2 separate regions of the Mus musculus genome follow, and region 2 is linked to region 1. The links are chromatin contacts, called in public HiChIP or PLAC-seq maps. All regions are on one chromosome and are shown on one strand. Each heading gives the region's core, a stretch centred on a gene start, on an enhancer-like site or on the middle of the called end of the contact. The rest is flanking DNA. Distances are from core to core; before and after follow the strand shown.

Evidence for each region. HiChIP or PLAC-seq counts read pairs in DNA pulled down with a chosen protein or histone mark.
Region 2: a BATF HiChIP or PLAC-seq map of CD8 T cells shows a contact between it and region 1, with 13 read pairs. The contact joins two enhancer-like sites. A contact is called at or near these places in 1 of 15 datasets of contacts at CTCF or cohesin (CD8 T cells) and 2 of 115 datasets of contacts at active chromatin or transcription factors (CD8 T cells and effector CD8 T cells).

Annotation. Positions count from the first base shown.
Region 1 is chr3:136,610,380-136,613,427 of GRCm38.p6, reverse strand. No RefSeq gene overlaps it. Among named protein-coding and RNA genes, the nearest start is that of Ppp3ca, 58 kb to the left of the region's middle. Within about 2 kb of position 1,552, at least 82 of the 459 cell types and tissues checked have an H3K27ac peak or open chromatin away from gene starts, as enhancers often do. A contact at or near this core is called in CD8 T cells and effector CD8 T cells, where this site is marked.
Region 2 is chr3:136,740,891-136,744,264 of GRCm38.p6, reverse strand. All of the region lies in intron 1 of Ppp3ca (protein phosphatase 3, catalytic subunit, alpha isoform), which reads right to left. Among named protein-coding and RNA genes, the nearest start is that of Ppp3ca, 73 kb to the right of the region's middle. Within about 2 kb of position 1,309, at least 64 of the 459 cell types and tissues checked have an H3K27ac peak or open chromatin away from gene starts, as enhancers often do. A contact at or near this core is called in CD8 T cells and effector CD8 T cells, where this site is marked.

The sequences.
Region 1 (3,048 bases), core at 303-2,802:
AAAACACCCCCAAGTCCAAATCAATAAAAGTATTTAAAGCTGAGAAAACAAAACTGGTCTGTCAAGATCAGAACATTAGTAAATAGCACACCATTATGTGAGAAAATGTCTATGATAACTACACTAACTAGGGGTTTAAGTGCTGCAAATGTAAAGGTTTCCTAGAAAATAGCTTTAAGAAAACAGTTGTAGAATTGTTTCTAGTTTTGGGAGGTCAACATTGAAAATGTGATGAAATGTTTCCTTTTCTTGGGATAAAGGAAACTAAAAGAACATGCCACTTGAACGTAAACTTAGAAAATCTAGAATGTATTATGTAACACAAAGAATTTAGACAAAGAAAAGTAATATTCACCTGTAATATAAATTGTTAGAAAGCATTTAAATGATTGGTCATATTTAAAGTAATATAAACCCACAATTGAAAGATCAGGTTTGTATAAAGTAATAAAGACCTTTGTGTTCAACTATCCAATGAAATATAGGAAATCACACTTGTGGCTCTACCTGATATGCATTAATTTAGAAACTGGAAAAGGTGCCAAGGCCATTTTGATTTCTGTTAATGTTTGAGGAGGATTGACGTCTTGTGATATTAGAGACATACAATGTTTTCAAAGAATATGTAACATAGCAAAATCATTATAATTTAATACTAAGTGACCAAAGGAGACTAATGCCATTTCTCTCTAGCAACATCCTAGCTGGATTGTGTATCACATGACTTCAATTTTGTAAAAACACATCAATTTATTTGTAAAATCAACATAATTTCTAAAGTGTTATGATCATTAGGACAAAGTATCAGTCAGAAGCAACTCAAAGGAAGAGAGGTTGATTTCGGCACATGGTATCAGAGGTAGTCCATCATAATTGGGGGGGCACAGTGGAGCAGCTCAGTCTGTGGCAGAGTGACCATGAGGTGTTGGTTGCTTGCATGCCAAAAGATCAGGAATCAGAGAACAGGACCCAAACGGAGGTAGGTTAAAAGAACAAACAACAACAACAATAAACAACAACCTCCAACCATGTACCCCTAATGACATGTGGCAGCCAGGACCAGGGTTGCAAAGGTCCTATAGGCTGTAGAAACAGCCCTACTAGCTCTTTTTTCCACTGTTTGTGGAACAAGTACTCAGACCATGAATTTGTAGGGGCATTAAAGATCCATATCAGAACTAATAAATATAAATACACATACGAGTATAGTCTAGTGGAGCAAATGCTATGTGCAATGTGTCAGAGGAATTAAATGTGAGGAACTTTTTTGTGCTTTTGCATATTTCCCCATTTATTTCTATGATGGTTTATTTTTTATATTTCATAAGAGACCTTAAGACTTTCTCTCATTTCTGTATGATACTTGCAAAGCTCCAATCCCTATCTTTGCTACAACTGTAGATACCTATTAGCCTTCAAAGACACTACTCTCTTTTAATGGTCTCACTTTACAACAACACGTAATAGCTTATCATTTAAGAAAACTATCATGTGGTACTTGGGTTGAACCAGCCATAGGATGGCAGGATGTGGCTGCCAGAGAGTGCTGTGTATCTTCGGCAGGAACCACATCCTCCTCCCACCAGTTCTTTTTATAGCTAATGGCAGTGCCTAGGCTTCTGGCACTAAAAAAAAATTCACATTTTTAAAATTGATCTCATATCCTCACTTTTTTTTTTCCGTGAGCAATTCGCAGGATAAGCTTAATACAGAACATAGGGTATCCTGTTTATGAGAACAGTAGGTGTTAGGGATTCAAATAACTACGTTTACTTAGCTAAACTGGATAAATATGAGCAAGCTGTAAGAATAACAATCAAACAACAGTTGCTTGTTTTGTTAGAAATGATCCATCCTTTGTTATCTCAACGGAACCCTCAAAATTCTTGTCTGTTAGACTATAACTTACAAAGATCAGTCATGCCAAGGTCTAACCTGTTCTAACAGAACAATGAATTTAGCCTTGCTCACAGTAGTCTTTTGTTTTGTTTTGTTTTGTTTGTTTGTTTTTTGTTTTTTGTTTTTTTGTTTTTTTTCTTCAGGCAGGGTTTCTCTGTATAGCCCTGGCTGTCCTGAAACTCACTCTGTAGACCAGGCTGGCCTCAAACTCAGAAATCCACCTGCCTCTGCCTCCCAAGTGCTGGGATTAAAGGAATGCGCCACCACCGCCCGGCTGTAGTCTTAAAAGCTCTCGGGTCTTGTATGTTATACAAAAATAAATACTGAAACAGGTGTCCCTTGTGGACATCACTGGATCAAGATAAGTTTTGGCTTCTTGCTCATGTTTACATACACAGAAGATTAAACGGGAGCCTTAGCTCCTTTAAATTGACAGCTACCCTCTCTTTGGGAAATTGGTACCTATGAAAGAGCAACTTCCATGTTGTGACTTTTCTGAAGTATATTCTAATGTCTGAGCATGTGCAGAAACAGCTACAGTTTTGATGAATTGTGATGCTATAGAACAGCGATACACATTTAAAAGTCCAATATTCTCATGGAAAAGGCAAACAGATATAATTTTATACAGTGATGTTGAAATGAAATCCATTTATTAGACTTACTCAGTAGCAACAAAATCTTACTTCCCAAGGTCTGCAGTTGAAACTGTGGATCACCGTTGGGCAGCCCATGAATTGTGAGCGCTTAGAAGCTGCCATCTGTGTGTAACAGCCACACCCTGGGGTTTATTACCAAGGTCGTTTTTATGACTTTCTACAAATGTGCTTTGTGTCTCTGAGATGTAGTTATAAATGTTCGACTCTGTCTGGAAATCCACAGAAGGTCTCCAAAGGAAACCTCAGGGAAAGTGTGGAAACTGCCCCAGGTAAGAGAGGCGGAGAGAGTGATATACAGAAACTAGAACAAAGTTAAATAAGCAGAGGCAGGACTGGAAGCCTGGTCAGAAATGAGAAACAAATCACCTGTGTTTTGTCAACAGTGGCTTGGCAGCCAGAATAGGAAGGACAGAGGAAGTTAAACCCATGCTGGTGTCCAGAAGTCAGCTACAGAAAGTGAACCTCTTGGGCCAGATGGTTTTATGGCCTT
Region 2 (3,374 bases), core at 60-2,559, 130 kb before region 1:
GTCCTCATTAATGCTACGAAGTAGCTTTGCTCACTGCTATATTTTCTTCACAATGAAAGAAACAAAACTTGTGTAAGTTTAATGTTGTCAGGGTCACCTAAAAAATATGTGGTGAGATCTGACTGGATCTGCTGAGGGTGATGGGTCCGCCATTGCCCTCTCCGGGGCACCCCTGAAGAGTCCTTTATCTACGTGAGAATCACAATTTCTGCACCTTAAGAAGAGCTCCCAAGACACTTTTCTGCTACCATTGACTCCGGATTTATTCTGTTTTCGTTGTCTTGCTTATTCCTTCATGAACATAGACTGAAAGGATGACTAAAGGAGAAAGGTATCCCAGAGGTCCCAAGGAAAAGCATTAAAGAAGCAGGTTGTTTCTTCCTAGGTTGAGAAGTTGAGATCTCCCTCTGGCCACTATGACACTTTTTACAAAGTTCTGTATTAGTGATAGAACCCCAAATGCCTCTATCATCTCATTTTACCTCTTCGAAGCTGTTATCAGATTGCAAAAAGGCCCAAAGATATTCATTGTTTGTGAATTATATCAATACTACCTAGATTACAGAAACCAGAGACAACTGACTAAATATAACATTTATATTTAAGACAGTGATGCTACGATTACAGGGGTTGCAACATATAAAATACTTGGACTGCATCTGGCATGCAGCCTGCTCTGTTAAGTACCACTTGATTTTAGTGTGATGGATGCCTTAGCTATCCATCAATGTGATGTACAGAGCCTTCACACACACACACACACACACACACACACACATGCATACACACAAACACACAAATACAGATAATACTAATTAGTGTAAATTACTCAGAATGTTGCCTCATATGTAACCAAAAATGTTAATGTTGGTTAACTCTCTTCCCAAGTAGAATCAGAAAAATACCGTCTGAGTGAGCAGTTTCCTTAGCTAGACTTGGACAGGCATGGTACAACTTTAACAAAACAACAGCAAAAATGACTTATGTACTTCTCTTTTTGAGGAGTTTTTATCCTCACCTCATCTGTTCCCACCCATCCCTCACCTCTTCCCCAAAGCCTGGAAGAATGGCTCAGCTTGGCTCTAGTCAACCTTTACAGTGAGATCATCTTATGTTCTTGAACTTAACTCTGAGACATGAAACCTCATTGGGAAGAAAACAGACAAACGGTCAGTTCTCAAAATCTAACTCTTCACGCCCTAAATAAGAATTCTCACACAAGCATCGCTAGTCATACAGGAAAGCCTAGCATGCAAAAGCCACACTGGTTTCTGGGTTTGAGTCGTTGATTGCATCCAGATAACAGGTAGGCCCTCTTCATCTTTGCCCTGGGATTCCCCATTTACCAAAAACAGGAACTTAGAGGCTTGCTTCAGTTTATGCTTAAGTGTTTTTAATACTCTAAACACTTCCTTCTCCCCACAGAGGAAAACAACATTATCTTTGTCTACCCCCCCCACACACACACACACACACATACCACATCACTTCGCCCAACCACCCTATAGGCCGACTGTTCCCTCTCACATGTCTTTGAGATAACACAGTTTTGAAAACTGGGCAAAGCACAGGTCATGAAGCTGAGTGGAATGGAGCCTGAATTTTGGCAGTTTTCTTCTCATTTCCGGGATTTTCACCTCCTCTCCACTTGAGGGGCCAACAATCATTCATTTAACAACGGTCTACAATAAGGTGACCAGGCTCTCCAGGAAGATCAGGAAATTCTAGCTGCTTCAGGGTCCTGCATGCAAAGGGGAGTCCGCATAGTGGGAACCACTTGTGCACAGCTCAAGTTATACCGGGAATACCAAGAATGTTCTAACAGAAAAGCTAAACTGTGAGGTATTTTAGTCCTAGCTTAGCAAGTGTGGTGCTGGAATGCATGTGATAAGGCTCAGTGCTATCTGGTTAGAATTATAAAGCACATTATTATTTTATAGGATTTATCCACAGTGCTCCACTGAAATGATTATACTCGGAAAAATAGAAAAATTCTGAATGATATTTTAGATTTCCTAGGTTAAAGAAAGAAAGAGGGGGAGGGAGGGGAGCAAGGAGAGAAGGAGGGAGGGAGGGAGGGAGGGAGGGAGGGAGGGAGGGAGGGAGGGAGGGAAAGAAGGAAGGAAGGAAGGAAGGAAGGAAGGAAGGAAGGAAGGAAGGAAGGAAGGAAGGGGAAAAGGAAAAGGAAAGGGAAAGAAAAGGAAAGGAAAAAGGTCTTCCTTAACAGATGATGGTCTGTGGTCAGAGCAATGACATGCAAGTTAAAAGGAGCTGGCATGTCTCTCATGCCTACTTTCCTCGAACCGGCCCATTCTGCATACACAGCTACTGTGTCAGCCACAATCCCCTGTGACTGCGTGCCCCACCCCCACCTCTTTCAAAAGTGTGTCCTTGCAATGTCCTAAGTGCCTGAGGAGACAGAGCAGGAGAAATGTCCTGAGCATTCCGGTTCCAGACACTCTTGCCATTCCAGGCAGAGGCTGCTCTCTTCAGCCTGTGTGCATTTCCGCCAGCCAGCCAGTTCAAGAGGCTTTACAGTGGGTCTCTTTTCTTAATGTCTCAGCAGCAGCTGCTGGCCAGAGCACATGACAGTGCAGCAAAGGTGCACGCTGTGGGTCTAACACAGACCTGGACAGCCACAGTGAAGAATGTGACAATGTCTCTGATTCAACTTCCCCTTGATACAGTTCTCTGGTGTCAATAGTGCCCGTGTCTGTCTGTCTGTCCAACCTACTAGAATGGAAGTAATTTTAAACTTCCGCAGCATCCTGACTTCCGTTCTAGACGTCCAGAAGAGTTCACAATCCAATCAAAAGAGAACGTCTAAATCCTTACATGAAATTTAAATGTCCTGATAAAATCATTCCTCAAAACAGCCTATCTGATTTCTCAGGAAAGCTTTTCCTTTCCCGACACCATTCTAAAGTGTCTGGGAATGCAGATGCTGATCTTCCGTGCCTGAAAAACGGTGTCATCTAAATGCACCCTCGTCTAAGAAGGTCTTTCATCCATCGAGAAGCGATGTCAGCCTCAGGCCCTGCGAGTTGAGTTCGTAACTGAAGACAGGAGGCAAACAGAGCCCTTTGCTGTTCTCTCCACTATGTTTAAGTCCATTTAATTAAGTCCACTGTCCTAGAGAATAGGTGAGATCTTAAGACAAACGAGAGTGATAGAGGGAGGGATGGAGGGAGGGAGGGATCCATGGAAGGATGGAGCGATGGAGGAAGTAGGAGAGGGTGTGGGGGAGTGGGGAGAAGGTGGTTAGTAGTAGCTAACCTTTCTCAGAAGTAACTAAAGGCAACTAAACGAGAAGAATATGTTGAGTAAGCATGGGAATGTCATCCACTTTGACTGAGTTCTTGCTGGACTTTAGT